Linked DNA regions of Zea mays: all the other regions are linked to region 3. The links are chromatin contacts, called in public Hi-C maps. All regions are on one chromosome and are shown on one strand. Each heading gives the region's core, a stretch centred on a gene start, on an enhancer-like site or on the middle of the called end of the contact. The rest is flanking DNA. Distances are from core to core; before and after follow the strand shown.

Region 1 (3,826 bases), core at 507-3,006, 650 kb before region 3:
TACATTACCATACACTTATTAGCAAGCAAAGGTACTAAATAGAATGCATATAATTTGTGAAACCCAGCAATATATAAACTATAAAGCAAGAGAAGAAACCTCTGCATATTTCAATATCGCTTCCATTAGCTTTGCATCTTCCTCAGGGCTAAACCGTCGTCCATGCACAAGTTCAGTTTCACCACTCCCATCACCCTCTACATCATCACTACCACCTATATTAAACACCTCCACATGATCAGTGAAGCTCACTCGTCTACACTTATCCTTCTGCTTTCCCATGTTTTCTTTCTCTCTTTCACCGCCACCATTCTCATCCTCACACATTTTTTTCTCTTTGTTATTCTTACCATTCTTGCCCTCTCCAACTAGTGTATTTTGTCTTAGGTCAACACCATCATTTCTCTCTTTTCTCCTCTTCTTCTTGCTATCTGTCTTCTTCCCAATCTTTGACATATCAGATTTATTGTCCTCTTCCAAATCCAAGGTAACTAAATACTCTTTTTCCGTCCTCTTATCTTCCCCTAAAACAATTTGATTACCAGAAGAACCATTTGAGGCAGTCTCGTCATCCTGATGCTTTCGTTTGTGCTTCTTTGACTTCCTATCATGTTCCCTTTCTCTGCTGTTCCTCTTCGTATCTTCTGACCCAACATTTTCATCAGCATCGAGTATCTGCTTCTGGCCAATAGTTTCAACCTCTTTATCTTTCCTCTTTTTCTTCCTGTGTTTCTTCGCAGAGCTTTTGCTCGTAACAGCCTCTGCATGCTCCAAGCAGGAGTCTTCAGCCATCTTGGCTGACACATCAGCTTGCTCCATCTCAATGCTATGGTTCCTGGCACATGAGCTATCAGAATTGCTGCCCTGACCCTTGTCCTTATGCTTCTTCCCCTTCTTCCGTTTCTTCTCTTCTTCGGTTACTTGGCAGTCTTTCTCCTCCTTGTTGCTCATAACAGCCTTACCCTCATAATCGCCGCTCTGACCCATGTCCTTATGTTTCTCCCTCTTCTTCCGCCTCTTCTCTTCTTTGGTCATTTGGCATTCTTTCTCCTCCTTGTTGCTCATAACAGCCTTGCCCTCTGTATACTCTGTTCTGGAAACCCTCTCCGTTGCCTCTTTGCTGCTGCCCAAAAACACAAGGAAATTGACCGACATTAGTATTTAGTGAGGTTTCACTTAAGTCCTATATCTAGCACCAGTGGTGGACCTCCGGAACGGATCAGACTATGGGCTGACTACTCAATAACTATCATGGTCGATAATTATCAGGGTTCTAAAAAGTGGCACTAAGCGCACGCTTCAACGCTAAGATGACGGGTAACGCTTCGCTTTGGGGCGTAAGATTCCATATCACACTCCCTATTTCAAACTTCACTCTGCAAATACTGCAATTTACATGCAATTTACAGTGCTGGAGATGCCTAAGCGCTCCCAAAGCGGCGCGGCGCGACCGCCTTGGTGCAGCGGCGGCTGCTGGCTGCCGCTGCCCTCAGACCGCGCGCGGCTGTCCGCCGGGGCCGGGCGCCGTTGGCGATCGGAGGGGGGTAGAGAGAGAGAGGGGGGGGGGGGGGGCACGCACGCAGGGCCACCGGCCGGTGTGCGGAGGACGAGGCGACTGGCGAGAGGGGAAGCCGCTGACGCCGTCGCTGAGAGCCCGAGGCTGAGCGCTGCCACCGTCGCCTACGTGCCGAGCGCGAGCAAGGGAGGGAGCGGAAGATGGAGCGTCGGCGCTGCAAGGAAGAATGAAGAAACGGCGGCGGCTGTATGCCTCGCTGGAGCAGCGAAAAGGTTAGGGTAAAGAAACGTGTGGTGGAACTTGGGTTTGGGCTGAATTCAGGCTGTGTCCAACGAGGTCAGTGCTGAAAAATCCAATTCCTCTCCTATACCAAACCGTTTGAAATCCAAAAACCGGTCACCGAAAACGGTTTACCACCGGTGAATCGACGGTTTTCACCAAAATCGAACGGTTTTTAATTTAAAAACTTTCGAAAACCGGTAAACTTTCAGCCGGTTTTTTAAATCCTTGCTCTCCACTTCTCGAGGAACGTCCAGGACGAGTCGGCGGTCAATTGACACCTCAGTCCTCACATGAGCTTCCAAAGCAGTTTTCGAGGGATTGTCTCTCTCACATAAGCCAATCTCATGGATTTGGGCTTTTCAGGCATTGGTCTAGCATTTATTAGCACATGTACAGCCTAAATATTATATTATATATGATTCTCTAAGCATTAGATATATCTAAAAAATATTCATACAACTCAATGTATCTAAAATTTATATTTGATTCATTAGAAGTGTTGAGCCCACTTTTGGGCAGGCGGGCAATCCGCACTGATGGCACACACGTAGAATTAGTTAAGTTCCGAGTTTATATTTGCGGGATTTGTTAGCTAAATCTGCGGGATTAACTCGGAAACCGACGTGTAACGGGGCCAAACCTCCCCTTTTATATAAATGAAGGCTGGGACCGATTGGGACCCGAAAAATCGATCAATCAATCAATATACATCTAGTTCTTTACATTTTGTCGTAGGAGTAAACAATAACTTAGTTTTCTCTTTAAATCTTCACATTATCCAGCTGTACGTCGATTAGAGGCGTCTTGGGTGGCCTACCGATCCCAAGACACCATATGATCTCTCATCCCCGATGGGGTCCATCTCGGGAGCGAGATCAGACGCCATCGCCGAACTTCGTCGCCCCTGCGCACGCGCGGACCCTCCAGACACCAGGCGTGGACCGTCCGGCTTGTCAGGCAGGAACCTTTCGGCCCCTGGCCCGGACCGTCCATTCCTCTGTAGATAGCACCGGTGTCGGTTCTCATCGCAGCGATTAGCGCCCGGATTAGCGCTAGCAAGAAGCCCTCAAGATACGAATCATTTTATGTGGGTTATATAAGTGAAACTGTATCTAGACCTAGAGAACCATGCTAGAGACGTTCATTCATCAAGATATATTTCGTGTTTTTTCACTTACTCACTTGATATCCCTTGAGATACGGATCATTTTGGACTTGTTCGATTTCATCAAATCCATATAGATTGTAGAGGATTAGATAGATTTTAATCCACAACAAATCAAAATCCTTCACAAATTTTCCAACCTCTTCCAATTCATAAAATATAGGAATAACTGAACAATATCTTATATGGGTGTACATGCCCTTAGCGTCGGTAGTTTGGTTGTCAACAAGACACCAAAGGCAAAAGGAAACGGGTTCAACCTTTTTCGAGCCCTTATAAAACACGCTTCTTTGGGTTGCCTGTCCGTTAATACGAGAAATCTGATGATAATTTCCGTTTCTTCAAAAATAGGGAGGGGATAATGCATTAGGTTGAGTCCAGTGCACCGCCTCCCTCTCGCCCCTGCCACGTCAGCTCTCGCCTCCACTCTCGCCCCTGCTGCTCCAGTGCACAGGCTGCAGCAGGCTACAGCCTCAGGCTATAGCCACGTCAGCTTTTTTATTTCAGAATTAAGTAATTCACGCGGATTTATTTCAACGCTCAGAAAACACACAACATAATATTTTTTATTGAATTAAAAATTACAAAGTACATAATAATTAAAATAAAATGACATGATAATTAAAATAAAATTACATAACTCTAATCGGACTCCTCGATCTCATCCTCATCTTTCTCCTCTTCACGTTCCGCTTCCGGTTCCTCTTCTTCGTCATCTAGCAGACGGAAATAGTGCACGGAGGAGTGAGGCTGAAACATCGGAGCGACGATGTAGTGAAGAAGACTCATCTAACGGAAGGGTTGTAGGTGACCCATCGGACTGCAAGAGATCCGTGAAGGTGTTCAAATCTGGGGACCAACCC
Region 2 (3,984 bases), core at 1,051-3,550, 820 kb after region 3:
AGTTTCACTCCAACAACCAGCTATTTTTTTTCAGGTAGCCATTTACAAGGTTGTTTGCAGATCTAGCAAAAAATTGCCAAGAAAAGAGCTCTACTGAGAAGGGCATTTCTCCATCTTTGGCTGCTCTATGGGATATTGGCCCACATGACGACTTGGTACGGACATTGCGTTTAGCAGTGATGTGCACTGTTGATTCACTCTTTATATGTCCAACTATGAAGTAGACCGTTCAGCAATTAAAGCAGCTACAACCTCCAAATCGTGAACATCGATAGAGATGAATAGTTTTACACGTTCTAAATGTAGAAGGTAAAGATAGTTATGACCTCACTCTCGATGTTTTCTCCTTATCATCTGTTTTACTAGATTTTATCCTGTAGATGGCAGCTTTGTTTAATACAGGTTTCTCCTGAATCTCACACTTCTCACTAATGTAACTGCTTATAAGAAGTGCAGGTGAAATTAATAGTCTTAATACCAAAGATTTTGTTCAAGATCATTTGATTGTATTATTCCATTATTTCTCTTACCATTTAGTGTGTGTATGACTGTATACATACACATGGCCCCATAGTAGTACGTTCCACGTGTTGCTTCCAATGCATGAACATAGTCACTTGTGTTGTATAGGTGTTTAGGCATCTGGTAGGTTTTTGCAAGGGTTTAGGAGAAAAACTGTATTTATATCCGCAATCAGCAAAACTATGTAACTTACTCGGTTGTAGATGATGGATGTTAGAAACAAGGGCGTAGTGCGTGTTCTAATGCTCAGTTCTGTTGTATTCTATTTTTATGTAAACTTATTAGCAATTATTTATATCGTGGCCCTTGTATACACTGCATACTTTTTGTACATTGCACTTGCATCCGTTCCTATTTCACTCTTTCTCACCCGCTTATTTTCACGTGTGTCCTCCGAATGTATCATTGAACATAAAGACAAACAAATATAAGAGCACTAACATTTTATCGAATATTCTGTATGTCGTTGCAACGCACGAGCATCTAACTAGTAAACTAATAAACCACAAATCACCATATTAACTTAGGTATTTTTCCAAAAGTACCGTGATCATTTTAGAAATACTAGAACTCATGTTGAGTGTAAAATGCACTGTGGGCCCTCTTTGCTCCAAACAACATCCATAGCTGGAGTCGCGAGAAAGGGTTCTCCATCTCATAACAAGAAAACATGTTGTAAAATTGATTTAGGTCCTCTTTAGGCCCATTAGCTGGCACTAGTTAGTTAGGTATTATTTTTATCTGATAGTTGTTTATTTAGGTCTAGCTAATAATTAGTTAGTCTATTATCTATATACTTGTGTCTGATTTGATAATTATTAGAGAAAATCTCTATATGCCACTATATATTTTTTCAATACCTTATTCGTCATTGTAAATGCTTTAATCTCTTCTGTATCGACCGGATGCAAATTTTTTTTATCCTTTTAAGCCATCACCAGTGACATAGAAGAGTAATAAAATTGTAGTCCTAAATACCTTCTATGCTACCGACGATGACATAAAAAGGTAAGAAATTATATTTGAGTAACATAGACGCGATTATGATATTTTATGATGACAAATAAGATAATGAACGTAATTATAGTGACATGCTAAGAAAACTGCTCCTAATTATTACTACTATCCACCTTAAGCACACCAGATCACAGGGGACCAACATGCAAATACATCGGTACAGTTTGGTTACATGCATCCTCAGCGCCTGAGTCGCGCGGGCTTGCATCCGTGGAAACGGATGAATTTTACTTCTCCACGCGTACAGGCCAACAAAGAGAAAAAAAGACTATTTTGCATGTGTGCGTACAGGTCCGGATGCTACCGTGCAGTTAACCAAACATATGCACAAGGACGGTCAACGCATACGAAGGATCAGGCCGCGGGCGTCCGGCCAACCAATCAGTGAACCAATGGTGCAATAGAAAACCGTTGGCACCGTCTCCAGCACCTATTCTATCCTACCTTCTATTTCAATTTTTTTATTTTAAACTCTACTTCATAACTATACACTCTATAAGAGTGTATCTAGCACATTATCTCATCTTTTATTTAAATTTCACTTTACAAATAATATCGTCTATATTTCCATATCTCCTATTCTACGCTATTAATAACTATACTATATTATATTGTAGGTATGTTTGGTTTGCGCGGGCGGAAGGCTGCCTGATCCAGACAACGCTCCCAGTCGTTGCCTCGTTGGGAGCTGATCCTTTGCCTGTTTGATTTTCACCGTCTGGGGCTGATCCTTTGCCTGGCAGGCATTTGCCTGTGACAAGCAAATAAGCCAACACTGCGTCCCGTCTTCATTCCTTGCCCTTCGTTCGGGCTTCGGCCCCTCCACTCCACATAAGAGCGAGGCCCCAGTCGCGGAGGAGGCTTTACGAATCCCAAAAAGCAAACACACACAAACCCAGGAGATAGCACCCCGCGCTCGCGCTCGCGCCCGCGCCACGACGCGAGAGCGCGCGAGGCGTGGAGCCCTAAATCCCGGAAGCTTCCGAGGCCGCTCGCCGGGGGCGGGAGAGGGAGCTCGCCGCCGGTGACGGAGCCCTCGCCGCCGTAGATCTCCCGATCTGAGACGCCGCTTCTCAATTCCCTACAGTTACGGGCTCCGATCCGCGGCCGCTTCGATCCGGCCGGTTCCTCCGCGCCAATTCGCGCCCCTCACATTGCTGCTGCTTGATTCCTCCCTTGGCTGAAACACTGCTGCTCTGTGATTAGGGTTTTTCGGTGCCGGCGACGGAGATGACTGTGGAGAGCCCCGGGGAGCTAGGCTTCTGAAGCGCACCGTGGGGCACAGCTTGGCGGACGACGGCCCCCGACAGCCAACTAGGTTTTCCATGGGAGATGGGGGTGTCGCGTGCGCCGTCCGCGCAGTCGAGGGCTTCCATGCCGGCGCCCTCGTGAGGAGAGGAGGAGCGGGAGAAGCGATGCCGGATAAGGGGGAGAAGGCTCATGGACACCACCACCAGCAGCAGCACTGGAAGAACCAGCAGTCAGCGTCAGCTACTGACCTGGAGGAGGGGGAGCTGCTCAGTGGGGAGGCGGAGACCAATGGGTTGCCTGAGAGGAGCATGCCACCTAAGAAGTGGAGGAAGGTGCTGGCAGCCTCCGCAGCTGCTGTGGAGGTGGAGCCTGGGGAGATTGTGAGTACGAAGCAAGCAGTGCCATTGAAGAAAGCAAGGAGAAATGGGGAGGTTGACAAGGTAGAGCTGCTGCCGGAGAGGCAGAGGAAGGTAAAATCTTCTGGGAAGAGCACCAGGAAGTCTATCAAGGATGACATGGAGCCAGGGGAGATTGCACCGCCAGAAAAAAGGCGAGATGCCAAGTCCCAACGGGCTGATGATAACAGCAGGAGGCCAAGTTCATCTGCCCAGAAAAGCTCCTTGCGGGATTCTGATGAAGAGCCTGGTGAAATTAAGCCAGAGAGCAGCACCAGTGGCAGTCTAAGGAAGAACCAGCCAACAGAGCCCCACAGCATTAACCACAAGCACCACACTGACACCTCTGACCAGTCAGGATCAAAAAGTCATAGGAAGGGTCCGAAGGGAGAAGGGAAGAGATCTGCTGCCAGGCATTTGTCTGGGAGAAACCGTGAGATATCATCACCAACACGGGATCGGCGTGATCGGCACGAGAGGAGCCCAGGCATCTTGGGTCGTTTTCCTCATGAGCGCTCTCGTCATGACAGGTATGACAGGAGCCCGAGCCGCTTAGAGCGTTCCCCACATCGAGAGCGTGCTCGCCACTACGAAAGCAGAGACCACAGCCCATATGTTTCACCTCGACATAGAGCTCGTCAGCCCCATTTCAGGGATAACACGCCAAGTCGTGTTGATAATTTCCCTCGTGGGAGAGTCCAGCGTGAGGATGTCAGAGACCGTAGCCCATTTCTTCACGACAGATCGCCTTCTGAACGTTTTCGGCCTACTGATACTCATGAAGCAAGCAAGAAGAGCA
Region 3 (3,914 bases), core at 195-2,694:
ATCAATTTTATCAACTATAGCCCATTTGTATTCACGAGCAGGATTCAGGATCCCTGCTTTATACTTCAAGATAATACGCCCTATAAAAAAGGCAGCAGCAAAGAAAATATCATCAGTAACATCCTTGGAGTTGGGATTACAATGGTTATGTCTTCAAACAAATAAGGAATGTAAGAATGCAGAGGGTATAAGAACGAAGATAACTTGTCCCTGTTGCCAAATGGACATATTGGGCCCGTTCGTTTCCCTATGCTAAATTTTAGCACCTATCACATCGAATGTTTAGATGCTAGTTATAAGTATTAAATATAATTTAATCAAAAAACTAATTATATAGATAAAAACTTAACGACAAGACAAATCTATTAAACCTAATTAGTCAATGATTCGCTAATGTGATGCTACAGTAAACATTTGCTAATCATAGATTAATTAGGATTAAAATTTGTGTCTTATTATTTAGTCTTCATCTATATAGTTATTTTTATAATTAGACTATATTTAATACTCATATTTAACATTCGATATGACATATACTGAACTTTAGTCGCTGGAACGAAACACCCTTAAAGTAATGGTTATCTTTAGGGTCCAAGTCTCTGCTAAGAACACATTGGAATGGAACAAACACAGCCATAGTCCACTATAGCAGTCAAGCAAGGTTATGTTCGCTATAAAAACCAGTTACTGGAAATCTCAAGGCCTCAAGGGAGCTGGTGGTCCAGCACAGTTTGCCATATCCAGGGGCAACAAAGCACACCCGTGGGCCGTGGCCTCATGAACAAGCAAACAGTGATCGCAATTACAGGCTGTAAAATTGAAGTCAGATAGAGGGCCAGAGGGGCGAACCTTTGGGTCTCGATGATGGGCAGGCGCACAGCGATGAGCTCGCAGAAGAGCTCGAGGATCTCCTGCGCGGCCATCATGTTCTCCTCCCGGATGATGTGCTCCACCTGCATCCGCCGCAGCCGCAGCTTCCAATCAGCCAAGCCAAAAAAAAAGCCCCCGACCCAGTCCTCACCTCGCCCACCCGGCCAGCTCTACCCTGATCTAAGCATATGCATATCCCCTGACAGCGAGGAGCGTACGTACCCTGATCCGCGCGGTGGCCTCCTGGCCGGCCTCGAGAAGCTTGGCGATGTCCCGGCGCATCTGGCGCAGCTGCAGCTCCCGCCGGTTCCGCAGCAGCTTTATCCGCGGGATCGACAGCTTCAGCAGCGTCTTGCTGCGCACGCACGCACACACCGACACACGACATCAGAAACCAGAACTAACCAACGCGGACCAAAGCTTCCCGCCCCTTCCGAGAACATCCCCGGAAAAAAAAAGAAACGCCCGCGCGTACCACTTGGCGCCGCGGAAGCCGCCGCCGCCGCCGCCCTTGCCGAAGAAGGCGTCCATCACGGCGCAGCGTCGCCGTTCGGACGCGACGTGACGGGAGGTAAGCGAGGGTTTGCTCGATCGGGTGTCAGCGGGGGATTTATGCGGCGGGGGGCGATCTGGTTGGAGACGAAGGGGGGAGTGGTGAGCGATGGGGTGGAGAGGTGAAGCCCAGCCGGGCGCTTGCGGCGACGTCCGTCAGGTCGGTCGACGGGACGGGCGGCACCTGCTACGCTGACGAGGGAGCCCAGCCGTTCGATTGGGACACGTGTACGGCTGACAGGGATACTTAGGGGTTGGTTAACGTCGCGGTTTGCGCTGACGACGGGTTTCGCTGTTTGCTATCGCAGACAACTTGGCCCTGCGGGAGACGTCGGTTTGCTTCGCTCCAAAGGAAACTATAGTTTGGATGCATCACACAAATCAGCGGCGAAGCTAGAGCAGAGAGTGCAACTCTCTTATGGGTGCATAAGATATGTGGAATGCTTATATAGTGAAATTTTGATTATTGTAACTGAATTTTGGACTGTGGAGGATGCATGTGTATCCACAACTAACCAGGTAGCTTCGTCCTTGACACAAACAATTTGCCGATTAGTTTTAGCATCTCCCTCCAAACAGACTAGCTAATAAATAAATAAATTATTAGCTAGAGATCTAACAAATTGTTTATCTATTAGTCATTTAAGATCTAATTGATTTATGGCTAACCATACCTCTCTTTGCCTAAGGTTAGTCATTCAAATTTAAGAACTAAACTTAGTCAAAAAAACTAGACAAAGTATGGCAAATTAGATAGCAAGCTAAATAGACATTTAATCTTGTTAATATATGCTAATAGACCATAATAAAAAGAAGAATACGATCCATACTCTTGCCAGTTTATTTGTTTTTTCTCATGACCAATTGTTTGCCGTGCAAGGTAAAAACTAACTATTTAGTATGTTTAGTCATCTATTAGATAAGACTTCAAACATATCACGACTAATTATTTGCCCGTTAATTATTAGCCACTCGCAATCGATTAGAGGATTCAAACATGGACTTATTGGATCTCTGGATCGGACGTCTAGGATTGACCTATACTAGTTCTCGTAGCGTGTATGATTGGTTGGGTGATACCGAGACCCATCCGCGACGATGCCTCCTTTGCGCCAAATGATGGATTTGACGCCAACTGCGTTCTTCGATCCTAGCATCAGAGACGAGGACCAGAATGCTAACAAGGAAGCCTTAGGGTTACGTGCAACTCACAAACTGTGTTTTGAGCTCAACTATAATACTACTCTCTTCATTCTGAAATGCACGCCATTTTTGTTTTTATCTAAAAAAAACCCAGCCCATGAGATGTGATGTAGCTAATCTTTTGTTGTACTTAATACTTAACTGTGTACCTTTTTTAATAAAAAAGTAACAGACTAGAGAAGTTTACTTATAATAACAAACTAAAACAGATTGCACTTTGGAGCGTAGGGATTAAATTAAACCCGTAATGCTCGAACTCCAATTGAATTATAGATTACATTGTGGTCTACTACAATAACATACATAACATTTGATTCGGCATTTAGGAATCAACCGGATCCGTGGCGCAATGGTAGCGCGTCTGACTCCAGATCAGAAGGTTGCGTGTTCGATTCACGTCGGGTTCAAATCCCTGAATTAAGTCCAGTTTTTTATTATTATTATTTTGCGCTTCTTTCTACTATTTAATGCTCAGATGCCCGTACGATGCAACGGCATATGAATTATTTGATAAAAATGTTAAAACACAAAGATTATATAAATAAACAACACATATTATCACTAACTTCAATATCTTTTTTTTGCCAACAACCAATATAGAACTAAAATGATATAAAATCAAAGCATCAAAGCATACAACAATGTAAATATCACAAAAAAGTCTAAGAATGAGGCGTGCCTTACCGCACACAATCTCGAAAACGGGGCTTTCGGACACAACTATAGCTACCTTCTTCATTCGGGAGACGCAACCGCCATTCCCAAATCACGTAGCCATGGCGAAAACACCGCTCGCCATTTTCGTGAGTGAGCACTGGTCTATGAATGGATCAGTTTAATGAATTCTTGAATTCTACCTGGTCATCAACAATAAAAAACCTTCCCATTGTTAACAAAAGAACAAACTATAAATGTGACTATAACTTCACCAACAGCAGTGAAAGTTTTGTACTTGTGTCTGTGTCTAGCAAGCAAACAAGCAATGGTGTGGACTCTATCACGACTTATGTTATGCTTCTAACCTGAAATCTGAAATGCAGAACAGAATAAATGAATGAACGAGTGTAAACTATAGAGTTAATGTTAGATAGAATAAGCTGAAGAGAGGTGCAGTGGTCCCTGATGTAATGGCAAGTCTCTATCTGCAAGCAGATGGTAACTGACCACATTCAGTGCAGAAAGAAAACCCATTTTCTTACACATGTGCCCCCATCCCCATCCCATCCATTTAACATGAATCATTTCTTTTCTTTTCTTTTCAAGCGCTTTAATGCTTCCATGAAAAACTA

The links. A called contact is a pair of places that touch in the nucleus more often than the background predicts.
Region 1: a contact with region 3 is called in a Hi-C map of ear, with 2.4 times the contacts expected there. The contact joins the promoter of LOC100282699 here to the promoter of LOC100272774 in region 3. A contact is called at or near these places in 4 of 25 Hi-C or Micro-C datasets (bundle sheath, ear, endosperm and 1 more).
Region 2: a Hi-C map of ear shows a contact between it and region 3, with 1.9 times the contacts expected there. The contact joins the promoter of LOC103653034 here to the promoter of LOC100272774 in region 3. A contact is called at or near these places in 3 of 25 Hi-C or Micro-C datasets (ear, endosperm and tassel).

The regions. Positions count from the first base shown.
Region 1 is chr4:32,768,204-32,772,029 of Zm-B73-REFERENCE-NAM-5.0, reverse strand. It overlaps LOC100282699, which reads right to left and starts at 1,756. Exons shown (of 10, transcript NM_001155606.2): 1 at 1,580-1,756; 2 at 100-1,120. The coding sequence starts at 1,065.
Region 2 is chr4:31,296,330-31,300,313 of Zm-B73-REFERENCE-NAM-5.0, reverse strand. LOC103653034 (histone-lysine N-methyltransferase ATXR3) reads left to right here and starts at 2,300. Exons shown (of 21, transcript XR_565197.4): 1 at 2,300-2,625; 2 at 2,746-3,984.
Region 3 is chr4:32,118,625-32,122,538 of Zm-B73-REFERENCE-NAM-5.0, reverse strand. LOC100272774 reads right to left here and starts at 1,444. Exons shown (of 6, transcript NM_001147227.1): 1 at 1,346-1,444; 2 at 1,093-1,225; 3 at 850-953; 4 at 1-80. TRNAW-CCA (transfer RNA tryptophan (anticodon CCA)) reads left to right here and starts at 2,961; the gene lies at 2,961-3,032.